Regions from separate parts of the Zea mays genome. Here all the other regions are linked to region 4. The links are chromatin contacts, called in public Hi-C maps. All regions are on one chromosome and are shown on one strand. The core of a region is the stretch at or near the end of the contact, and the rest is flanking DNA. Distances in the headings are between cores, read along the strand shown. Region 1 holds the start of LOC732790 (high chlorophyll fluorescence106). Region 2 holds the start of LOC100382483 (Polynucleotide adenylyltransferase family protein). Region 3 holds the start of LOC100192803. Region 4 holds the start of LOC100275065.

What was found. A called contact is a pair of places that touch in the nucleus more often than the background predicts.
Region 1: a Hi-C map of leaf shows a contact between it and region 4, with 6 times the contacts expected there. The contact joins the promoter of LOC732790 here to the promoter of LOC100275065 in region 4. A contact is called at or near these places in 5 of 25 Hi-C or Micro-C datasets (ear, endosperm, leaf and 1 more).
Region 2: a contact with region 4 is called in a Hi-C map of bundle sheath, with 5 times the contacts expected there. The contact joins the promoter of LOC100382483 here to the promoter of LOC100275065 in region 4. A contact is called at or near these places in 4 of 25 Hi-C or Micro-C datasets (bundle sheath, ear, endosperm and 1 more).
Region 3: a contact with region 4 is called in a Hi-C map of bundle sheath, with 2.6 times the contacts expected there. The contact joins the promoter of LOC100192803 here to the promoter of LOC100275065 in region 4. A contact is called at or near these places in 2 of 25 Hi-C or Micro-C datasets (bundle sheath and leaf).

What each region holds. Positions count from the first base shown.
Region 1 is chr2:67,449,710-67,452,438 of Zm-B73-REFERENCE-NAM-5.0, reverse strand. LOC732790 (high chlorophyll fluorescence106) reads left to right here and starts at 1,374. Exons shown (of 7, transcript NM_001112408.1): 1 at 1,374-1,430; 2 at 1,432-1,594; 3 at 1,735-1,859. The coding sequence starts at 1,432.
Region 2 is chr2:66,874,581-66,877,702 of Zm-B73-REFERENCE-NAM-5.0, reverse strand. It overlaps LOC100382483 (Polynucleotide adenylyltransferase family protein), which reads right to left and starts at 1,427. Exons shown (of 13, transcript NM_001175222.1): 1 at 1,201-1,427; 2 at 964-1,089; 3 at 126-223. The coding sequence starts at 1,372.
Region 3 is chr2:67,487,984-67,490,703 of Zm-B73-REFERENCE-NAM-5.0, reverse strand. It overlaps LOC100192803, which reads right to left and starts at 1,350. Exons shown (of 1, transcript NM_001137996.1): 1 at 82-1,350. The coding sequence starts at 1,125. The coding sequence ends at 169.
Region 4 is chr2:67,187,831-67,190,537 of Zm-B73-REFERENCE-NAM-5.0, reverse strand. It overlaps LOC100275065, which reads right to left and starts at 1,343. Exons shown (of 2, transcript NM_001149256.1): 1 at 727-1,343. The coding sequence starts at 1,288. The coding sequence ends at 752.

The DNA.
Region 1 (2,729 bases), core at 125-2,624, 260 kb before region 4:
GCGCGATTTGGATTATTTTGTCCCGAACATTTTAGTCGTCGAGTTCAAATTAATTTGCCCGGGATAAAATCGTAAGAGTAGGTCGAGCTTACATATTCGTATTTGCGCGAGCGATGAATTTTAAATAGGAGCATAACTCGCAAACTTTCAGAACAATTACGTTCCAAAATTCGCGAAAACTTTAGGAGGAGTCTAAATAGACAGAAACAAATATGATATTAAAATCGCGATAGATGAAGATGATTAGACCTTAGTGTTCATTTTATTTACTAATATCACGTGCTTAAATCCATACTCGTTGTCGAGCGGAATATAAACATCAGGGGTGTTACAACGAAGCTCCTGTAATATTCAATAATATGCTGAAAGCAAATGGTTAGTCGTGTTTTTGAGGACCTTCATAAGAGGAAGGCCCCCAACACAAGGTATCACATATCCGAGGCCTACATAGATTCAAAGTAAAGGGGAATTATCGCCTAGGTACACCAGTCCGATCAAAATATTGGAATGAAAAGGCGAAGTAGCATACCAGTTAGAGTTATTTGAGAGGCTAGTAGATGTGCATAATGCATTCATGTGTCACAACTCAAGAAGTGTTTGAGTGCCAGAGGATTAGTTGCAAATAGAGGATCTAAATGTTCAAGGTGATCTAATATACATCGGGTATTACTAACCCATACTCGTACCCACGATAAAAAAATAATCTCGTCAGGTCTACCTTTATCTAGGATGGATATAGATTTACCCCCATACCCATACCTATATGGATATGGGTCACCATTGGGTCACTCGTACCCACGAAGATTAAACATCTATCAAAATAATACATTATGCAAACATTAAGTATATTCATCTAAATACCACTATTAAATTTCTAGCATCATTCAATCATCCATTCAACAACACCGTAGATAATTGGATAAAGTAACAACACTAAGTAGTACCACATAACACATTACATGGTCATCAAATAGTTGTTAAGACTTCTATGACACTATCACTCAAAAGGTTGTTAAATAGTAAAAAATGGATGATTGAAGCCCAAGTTCATGCTTTTGGGCCAAGTTTATACCGGATATTTTATATCCATGTGTTAACGGGTATGGGTGAGGGTAGAATGTTCTAGTACCCGTTTATCCATATGTAAAAGTTTTTGTCCAATAAAAACTGATGAGTATAATATTTAGTCCAGATACGTACCCTAATGGAGTAAATACTCATCGGGTATCGGATCATGGTGTCATTGCCATCTCTAGGGCCTTAACAACCTCTGTTGTACTGTACTGTACGCCATCTACGTGGTCGGATCCGAATCAGACGGCTCAGGTTGTACCAATCAGCTGTGCTAAAAGCATCCTGCAGCTATCTTTGAGTAGGCGGTCCACAGGCAAATCCCCTATCTCCAACCTGTGAACGGTGAACCCCGATCGAATGACGCCGACGGCGAACCTCCTCCTCCCGGCTCCCCCATTCGTCCCCATCTCTGATGTGCGCCGCCTCCAGCTCCCCCCGCGCGTCCGCCACCAGCCTCGTCCCTGCTGGAAGGGCGTGGAGTGGGGCTCCATACAGACCCGGATGGTCTCTTCTTTCGTTGGTATGAGCGAACCCTGCTACCCGTGGAATAGATTGCTCTGAGCGTCCTGTTCTTGGGGGTTCTTTGATGTGCGGAATCAAATCCAAATCTTTTCGCACTCTCGTGCTGGCACGCTGATTTTGTCTTTCTTTGGAGTCTAGCTGTAGGGAGCAGAACACGCCGCAGAAACGTTATATGTGCTTCCCTGTTTGGAGTTGGAGCTCCCGAAGCACTGGTCATTGGAGTAGTCGCCTTGTTGGTATTCGGCCCCAAGGGTCTAGCAGAGGTAAATTACCTGCGTCTACAAGCCTTGTCAGCTTTCTGTTCTTGCCTTCTTGGGGCTATTCACTCGTTAAGTCGTTAATGTGCTTGGGTGGTGCTAGTAATTGAGAACACTGATCGACAAGATTGACCTATAGGTATGGTATGGAATTTCAATCCAAAAAAAAACCCAACTTCAGTAGTATTATGTAAGAACCCTCTCTAACTTCTTTACCTCACTGTTGAGCCCTTTGGCCATTCAGATTCATCCCAGCGCATAATTCTCAGTTCAGGCGCTCAGGTCCCTTATGCTTAGTTGCTCTATTTTTTTTGGCATTATCCATCAGCTGCCGACCTGCTGTAATTATGCGTACATATTCCCCCTTAACTCTATGGACCAGTTGCACCAGAAATGACATTATATGTCTTGGGACTAATGACCATCCCATGGTATCAATTGTTGAGTTATTACTATTATGAACCTGCCATTCATAATTGGAAGCTGTTTACACTTTCATCTGCCTCTGGAACTGTGTCATTGTTAATCAACTTTTAGTTTTAAACAATAAGCTTCATGGTAACCAAAAGAATTTCCCCCTATCACTCTGTTCTTTTGTTGGCTACAGGAAATTACATGTCTTCTTATGTTTGATTCTGATGTGATACTTAGCTGATCTGCTGATAGTCTAGGGCAGTAAGCTATTAAGTTCCTCCCTAATAGGCTTTAATCGTGAACTCTGTTGGAACTATGGAATTTTTATCATGACTCCAAACACCATCCTGTTTCTATATTTTAGAGTTTTGCTTTGTAAACATTCTTTGAACTCTCAGCATCATTGTCGTCGAAAACTGGCCATTTTAAAAAGTTTTAGGAAAAATATATTGTAGTTGCAAC
Region 2 (3,122 bases), core at 178-2,677, 310 kb after region 4:
TTAAAATATCTACGCGTTTCAGTGAAAGAATAGCTCCATCACATGATGCCTCAAAACTTGAGTAGACCTTCATTCCAGTAATACCGCTACATCATGATCACATCATTGTTAATTTGAGTTATAACCTGCCTAAGATCAGCTGTTGTTATTATGTCGAAATCCTTTGGCGTCTTTTTCATTATGAGATCTCGAACACAACCACCAACAAGGTACACATCATATCCTGCCAAAAAAAGTGAAACATATCAACCAAGCAAGTAATGCAATGAACCAGCAACAACTGGGTGGTAATGGGATCTAAATTTTACGCTATAAAATTTAAGGATCAGATCGTATTTGGATCAGGCTGTATTTCTATTTATTTTTGAGCTAAAATTAATTAAGGGCTCGAACGAATCGTGAAGAAACATTTGGATCGTGATCCATTACCACCCCTAGCAACAACAAAGGATACTCAAGCACCTAATTAACAGATGGAGAAAAGTACAATGGAATTGAAATCACATTCATATCTGATTAGCTATATTAATCGACTACTAGTACCGAACAGGATACAAATATGGTTTTGCATTTTTCATATCCAATTAACCGTTTCTCCTCTAGTCACATTTATATCTTCACAAAACAAAGTATGCCTTACATCTTTCATTCTGAAATATGATTTTATCCAAACTACTCAAATTTATTCAAATAAAAAATAGATGGATTCTGTTGCAGTATAGATAAAAGATAGTTTCAATTCTAATTAAGTAAAATGCAACTATTATATTTGCTTTATATGAGGCTGAGTTGAGTATTAAATCCTGTCTGCATTTGTTCTGACATTTGACCTGTAACTAAGTACTCGATCCACTAGTTCAGTCGCAGGACACCGGACTGAAATCCAACCTCAGCAGTGGCATTTCAGGATTTGGCAGGACAACAAAGCAAACACTAGCAGGGACATTGGGGTGGAGGACGCACCTCTGCTGCGGAGGCGGTGTAGTACGTTCCAGGCCTCGGGGGGGATCATGGACTCCTTGATCCCGAACCTCTTGGCACTGATCTTCTTCCACTCCAGCCCCTCCATCCCCTCCGCTCCCGGCCCACCTGCAGAGAATGCTCAGCGCCCACCAGGTAAAGAAAAGCAAAACCCTTGGGGCTAGCATTTCGCCGTCACGTCACCACTGGACCAACAGCAAGAACGGAGGGGAGACTTACTGTCGGATGTAGGGGCGGTAGATGGGGTGGAGGAGTCGGAGGGCGAGGGCGAAGGGGACGGTGCGCGGCGGCGGCGCCGTGGGGAGGCGAGCGCGGCGAGTGGGGATGGTGCAAGGCGGCCGGGCCTCGTGAGCGATCCGAGCCACCGCAGATCCGGGGAGCGCAGGGCCATCGCGACCGGGACGGCGCGGCGGCGGGAGGCGAGAGCGGGGTGAAGCGCAGCAGCGGGCAGGCGAGCGGCGGAGGAGGGTGGATAGGCTGACGGCGGCGAATATGCCCATTATGCCAGATCCTCTTCGTTCCATTCGTTGCCTCTATCGGTGGGCTTCTTTGTGGCCCATGGGCCGTAGGGTTTTAGAGTTCGTACCATGAATCTACCCATATATGGTAGTGGGCTTTTGATTGATGGGCCATTGTTGATAAAAGTGGTTCTATTTTGAATTTTTGATATACTGAGCTATGGAATCTAGTTAATTAATCAGAAAAATGTTTACTTTGCATTGCTGCATAAATAATAATATATGATTATTTTTTAATAAAACATCATAATTAATGCCGAACAGAGTCCTAGTTCAGCCGAATGCTTCTCTCGTTCTTAACATTGAGGTGCCACTGAATTTACATGCAACACACCTGCAGCATTTTGGCTGACAGTGTATGATAGAACTAGAGACTTATTACACCTAGATTATGCATTGCATTAATGCTTATCAAATTAATCCAATCATATACTCAATGTGTAACACATCCATACTTGATGGACTTCCAGATAAAGGAACAATGAATCCGAATAAAGCCTTCTTTTGCTCCATCAGCAGAAAACATTTTTCACTTGTCAAATTTATTTGTCAGATCAATGTCGAGAAGATCCTAAGTCCAACATAGAAGTGTGATCTCTAGTAGTATATCAGTGTGCAATCCTGCAAACTGGCAGCATGGATCTTTATATCCTCATCCAATGGCTACAAATGGAGGTGGAAAACTTCTGCGAAAGAAGCTCAAAGGGTCTGTTTGGTTCAGCTTTTTTCTGACCAGCTTTTCCGAGAATCTAGCTGTGAGAAGAATCTGGCTGTGTAGAGAATCTAAGTATCATTAGGATTACGTGCGGAGAAGATAAAGTTGTCCATGGGGCTCAGGATCTATAAAGTGACGGATTACTACTATTGCAACGACTCAACCTGTCGGCGTTTCGACCCCGGGGGGTCCCTGGACCGACGAGTAAATTGTCGCCGCGTGTCCCAGCCCAGATGGGTCGGCGCGAGACGGAGCACGAAGGGGGGAAAGGAGACAGGCAAAAGGGGAACCCTGCGGCCTTCGTATTGTCCTGCGCCCAGGTCGGGTGCGCTTGCAGTAGGGGGTTACAAGCGTCCGCGTGAGAGAGAGCGAGGGACTTACGCGTCGGCCCGATCTCCCGCGCGGCCAACCTTTCCGTACGAGAGCCCTGGACCTTACTTTTATAGGCATAAGGAGAGGGCCTAGGTGTACAATGGGGGATGTAGCAGTGTGCTAACGTGTCTAGCAGAGAGGAGCTAGAGCCCTAAGTACATGCCGTCGTGGCAGCCGGAGAGGTTTTGGCACCCTGTTCATATGATGTCGTGGCCGTCGGAGGAGCGCTGGAGCCTTGCTGAAGGACAGCTGTCGGGGCTGTCGAGTCCTTGCTGACGTCTCCTTGCTTCCGTAAGGGGCTGAGAGCCGTCGTCGTCATGGAGCACGCGGGGCGCCATCATTATTTGTTTACCGGGGCGAGCCAGATGGGACGCGGGTCTTGTTCCCCGTAGCCTGAGCTAGCTAGGGGTAGGGTAATGATGGTCCCCCCTGTGACGTGGTCGGTCCGAGCCCTGGGTCGGGCGAGGCGGAGGCTCCTCCGAGGTCGAGGTCGAGTCTGTCTTCCGAGGTCGAGGTTGAGTCCGAGCCCTGGGTCG
Region 3 (2,720 bases), core at 101-2,600, 300 kb before region 4:
GAGAAATATTAAAATGAAAAGCGAGAGCAATGACAGCTCACCAATAATTTAATCCGTCTTGAAGGCCACGAGCAAAGCTATGAGTTCCAATTCCGCCATTACGTCGAGCACGTGGTGAGCACCACGCGGACTTCACTGCCTTCTCCATTCACATCAAGAATTTTCCGACTACATACTGATTTGTTTCCTTCTACACCTAATCTTCTCGAATTTTTGGCGTGAACACATGCCATGGATGGCGTGGTTGTCGCATGGTTGAGCGTAGTGGACGACAGTGAACATTGAAAGTTGGAGGTGGTAAGGACGCGCAAAACGCGACAAACGACACCGGAGCGCGTCGCGCAGGATATGATGTTGACTAAAATACGACACGGGCGAGCTCCGGAGGTGTGCATCAGATGGCGTCGAAGGAGTAAACAGCGTGACGATGCGACTAGCCGGAGCTGCCAAGTAGACGACATGCCGGATCCACGAGAGTTCCAGCACCATGACAAGGTCAACCTGGCTGGGATCTAAGCAGCAGGCGACGTACGGACAGACGGCGAACTTTGTAGCAGGGAAAGGCGTCGAGCTGGGCAACGGCAGGTGACCTTGGCGAGCGCGGATCGGCGCGATGGGGACAAAGGCTGGGCGCAGCTTCCATGGGCGAGCAGGAAATAGGACATGCGGCGGGGCTCGACGAGACGCTGGTTCTAGGGAGCTTATAGGTGTTGCCGAGCTGGGGCTACTTCTGCTCCCAAGAATCCATGGCCAGAGGAGGGAGAGAGCAGGGAGAAATGCGCTGAGCAGGGAAGCATAGCCGGAGGAGCTCGACAGCAGAGAGCTGAACAGGGGAAGCAAGGTGCGCACAGGAAGCAAGGCGCGCACAGGAAGCTGGGCGGCCGAGCTGGAGACTGGGCGCGACGGAGGGAGGAGCAGAGGTCGGGGCGAGCTCGGAGGGAGCCATGGCGATGGAGAGAAGCGTCGGGAGCCAGCTGAGGGAGAGAGAGAAGGATCTGTGCGCTGGAGAGAGAGCGCGGCAGGGAGAAAGAAGATCCGGGCGTGACAGGGAGGAGCGCCAGGGAGGGAGAAGCGGCAGGGAGCGATGCCCCGCCTGGCCGAGCTGGAGGGAGGACCGGGCACCATGGCTTGAGGAGCAGAGAGAAAAGCAGGGGCACGGTTCAGGTGTGTGTGCGGCTAAAGGCGAGGTCAAAGTCGAGGACACACGGCTCGACGAGGCATAGGGAGGGGTGATGGCGAGCTATAGAGCAGCGAGCAGGGAGGGCGCGGAGGGGCGAGCTCGAACCTCCCTAATGGCCGGCGCTAGAGGAAGATGGGGAGGAGATGGAGAAGATGAAGTGCGTGCACGGGATAAGGTTGGGCGGCGGGATTTTTCTCCTAGAGCCAAAACGGCGCGGCCAGGAGGATAAGAACGCGTGCGCGGTGTCTGAAAAAAATCAGGGCTGAGGGCGGCGTGAGGATATTTTCCCTTTTTTATTTCTTCTCTCTTTTTTTACCGAAAATCGCTGATATTTTTTAATCAAGATTTTTAGCGACACATAATGGGTCAACTATACGGGCTACACACCTTATTCTCCGAATCACGAAACGAAAAATCCGAGGATTAACGATTTTGGTTAAATTTTGTTTAGATAGCTTTTGAGACTATTCTGGGCAACACGTAAACGGACCGGATATCGGATACATTATTTGAGACAACACTGTTTTAGTTGAACTCGGATACAAATTCATCCGCCATCTAAACACAGTTGATTTTAGTATCTTACAGAGTGTGCTGAAGTATAAATTGAATCTTAACCTCGCGCACGATTTCTCTCAGATGATGCGCGATTCAGATTATTTTGCCCTGAACATTTTAGTCGTCGAGTTCAAATTAATTTGCCCGGAATAAAAATCATAAGAGTAGGTCGAGCTTCTGAATTCGTATTCGCGCGAGCGATGAATTTTAAATAGGTGCATAACTCGCAAACTTTCAGAACAATTATGTTCCAAAATTCGCGAAAACTTTAGGAGGTGGCTAAATAGACAGAAACAGATGCGATATTAAAATCGCGATAAATGAAGATGATTAGACCTTAATGTCGAATTTATTTACTGATATCACGTGCTTAAATCCATACTCGTTGTCGAGCGGAATATAAACACCAGGGGTGTTACAGCCCTCCCCCATTAAAAGGATCTCGTCCCGAGATTCGGAACAAAAGACTTCTAAGAGTAGAGAAGCATGTAACCCATGTCCATACTAGCGATAACCATAAGACAATTCCAAGCAAAGGTGAGTGTCTCAGGATGAGGTTTCTCTAGTGGACATAACATATATCGCCTTAAGCTAATTTAGAGATGTCCATCATTAGAGACGATGTCTGCCAAAAGAACACATAAGGTTCCATGTGTGTAGTTTGCTTTTTCTGATGACACTGTACTATCTGATGCTGTTGAGCGAGCGATAAATACACGATCTTACCCAAGCAGAATCAGATGCACCGTCTTGGGTAAAATACACAGAAAGAGGTTTACCAACAAGTGTTCATTGGAATTTCATAGTACATAAGACGAGTGTGGATGTCGAACAACATCACAGTCAACTCGTGTTAGCCAAAAAACCCAAGTTCAAGAAAATGATAGAGACTCGAAATTTCACCAGCGAAAGGATCTGTAAATGCGAACTTTACAACCAGTCCATTTTATCCATCATTAATCATGGCTCGACTTGATCACAC
Region 4 (2,707 bases), core at 94-2,593:
CTCAATTGAAGTCCCGTTTGGCACAGCTCAACTTCACTAGTGAAGCCTCTTTTTTTTTGCTTCAGTTCCACAAGCAACTCTACCAGTGAAGTTGGAGCTGTTTTAGTGAATCATTTGGCAAAACAGCTCCACACGTGAAGGTCCTTAAAACATGCTCTCATGCAAGGCCCGCCAGAGCGAGTTGGAGCTGGGTGAAGCTACTATTTTCAACTCTATCTCCCCTCCATCGCTCATGAGAGCATGTTTTAAGAGAATCTATGAGTGGAGCTGTTTTATTTTACCCAGCACAAAACGGATCTAAACAGCTCCAGGAATAGGTGGTGGAGCTGTGCCAAACAGGATCCAGCATAAACTGGTTTCATCATAAACTCTTGCTCGCAAAGTAACATTTATATCTAATTAGCATCAAAGCTCTAACTGAACCCATTTTGAGAACACCACCAAACAATGTGATTTCAACGATGTCATCCAACTACAAGTGAAACATCACAAATAGGGTGTATGCCGTATTTACATACCAGAAATACAAGGCATAGGTGCAAAAACACAACATATGTAATGCGTATCAATCTGCACAGAACCGGTTTTAGGTAACACACGGTCACATTGCCCTGGAACCTTGCAGATAAATTATTGCAATTAAAAAAACGCCAAAATCAAAACGCACGAGCTAACAGGGTTCACAGATGCGTTTGAGTAGCACAAGAGGCAGGATAAAGAAATTACCTAGTGAGTCCGTGCCGAGGCAGCCTTAATCGCTCTCCTCTCCCTCCGCTCCCTCATCCTCCTCAGGAACCACGTCAGCGTCGTCGTCGTCGTCCTCCGCGGCAGCCTCCTCCGGAGTGACGAGGTACGCCCCGGGCTGCGGGGGGGCGCGGCGGCGGGTCCGCGAGGGGAGGATGTTGCTGAGGTCTACCTCGGCCATCGGGTCTTCAACGAGCTCGTCGTCATCGCTGCTGCCGCCGCCGCCGCCCTCGTCGTCGTCGCTGCTCTCCTCGCTGTCGTCTTCCTCCTCCTCCTCCTCCTCCTCCTCCTCCTCGACTACCATCTTGCCCTTACCCTTGTCAGCCGCGCGAGCACTGGCCCTGGCAGCCTCGGCCACAGCGGCGGCCTCCTCGTCGACGTCGGGACGCGCGGCTTTAGGGGGCGCAAGGTTGGCGTCGGCTTCCACATCCGCCTCGGGCTTGCGCTTGGCCGGGGAAGGGTAGGGTGCCGGTGCCGGTGCCGGAGCCTGGACCTGGGCGGGGTCGGTGGCCACGGGCTGGGGCTCGCCGTCGGCAGTGGCCATCTCGCGGGGCGGGGAGCTAGGGTTCTAGAGCGGCTGAACGCGGTGTTGTGTCGTCTAGCGAATGAAGAGCGGGGAAGATGGCCAGAGGAGAGGAGGATGTGGATGTGGGCTTCGCAGGACGGTGGGTCGCGGTTTGGTGACCTGCGTATATGGGTTGTGGCCCATATTTTCGGGCAGGGCATGCTGGGGGCCCTACGATAATTGTCTAAGTTGGTTTTGGAAGTCTTCATTAGACCGTCGCAATTTACTTTGATTGCACTGTTCGTAGAATGCAGTTTAAATATGAGTATAGAGAGGGTAAACTGTTAGAGATAGTCTTACGGTTCTGTTTAGCACAAGTTATTTGACAGTTTCTTCGTAGATTCATGTAGAAACTATATTAAATAGAGTGTTTCTATAACAGCCTATCAGTTCATCCATTTTTAGAATAAATTATAAGTAGGTAATAAGCAGAAGCTGTTTTTATTGTTTTTTCTCAAATAAGTTGTTTTCCAACAAGCAAGAGTTGTGTCAAATATACCCATTTTTGCTCAAACTTTGGTCTTTCTCCTCATCAATGGATGAAATTGTTATTTGTGAAAGGAATTGCCGCGTCTAAGATAGGATAAATTAGGGCAAGTATTTTTCGCACTAATGTAGACCTTTATTTTTCTCGTAAACAGGAGTAAATAACAAACGTTGATATATGCAACTAAGACCCTGTTTAGCATAGCTTCTTCACGGGTTTAAGGAGAAGCTATACCAAACATGGCACTTTCGTAGCATCTTATTAGTTCAACTATTTCTTAGAATGGTCTAAAAGCAGATAATAAGTTGAAGCTACTTTTCACCCGCTTCTCGGATAAGCTGCTTTTCGAACAAGCAACAATTGTGCCTAGTAGACGCTAAAGTTTTGTCCAAGTGATGCAATATTTATCGTAAAAGGAGTTTTGCTGCCTAGGTTCTAGACTTATCCACTAACCTATAACTAAGAAATATGATAAAGCACACAACCAAAGACAATAATATAAATGTAGAATATTTAATACGATAGAGATATAAACTTTCATTAGCGTGTTGGTGTTTTTATCGAGGTATCAAGAACCAAGGTAATAAACTCTCATTGACACGATAGTGTTTTTGCTTCTTTCAGTAATAGCTTTTTTAATTCAATGACAACACACAGAGAACTCACATATAGCACAAAACAATAAAAACAAGTGGAACAAAAAAATGGCATGTGATTTAATGGTTTAGACAAATCTCAAAAGAATGCATATGTCATCGTTGTCGTGGCAATCATAAATATCAAAATCTATTTCAACTTCTTGTCTCTCTCAAGTGGCTAGAGTTCACTTGACAAATCTGTAAATAATATGTATCGGGGGTACCCAAAGGTATGTTGATCTTTGAGATGCCGGTTTGTGGGCCTAACTCGGT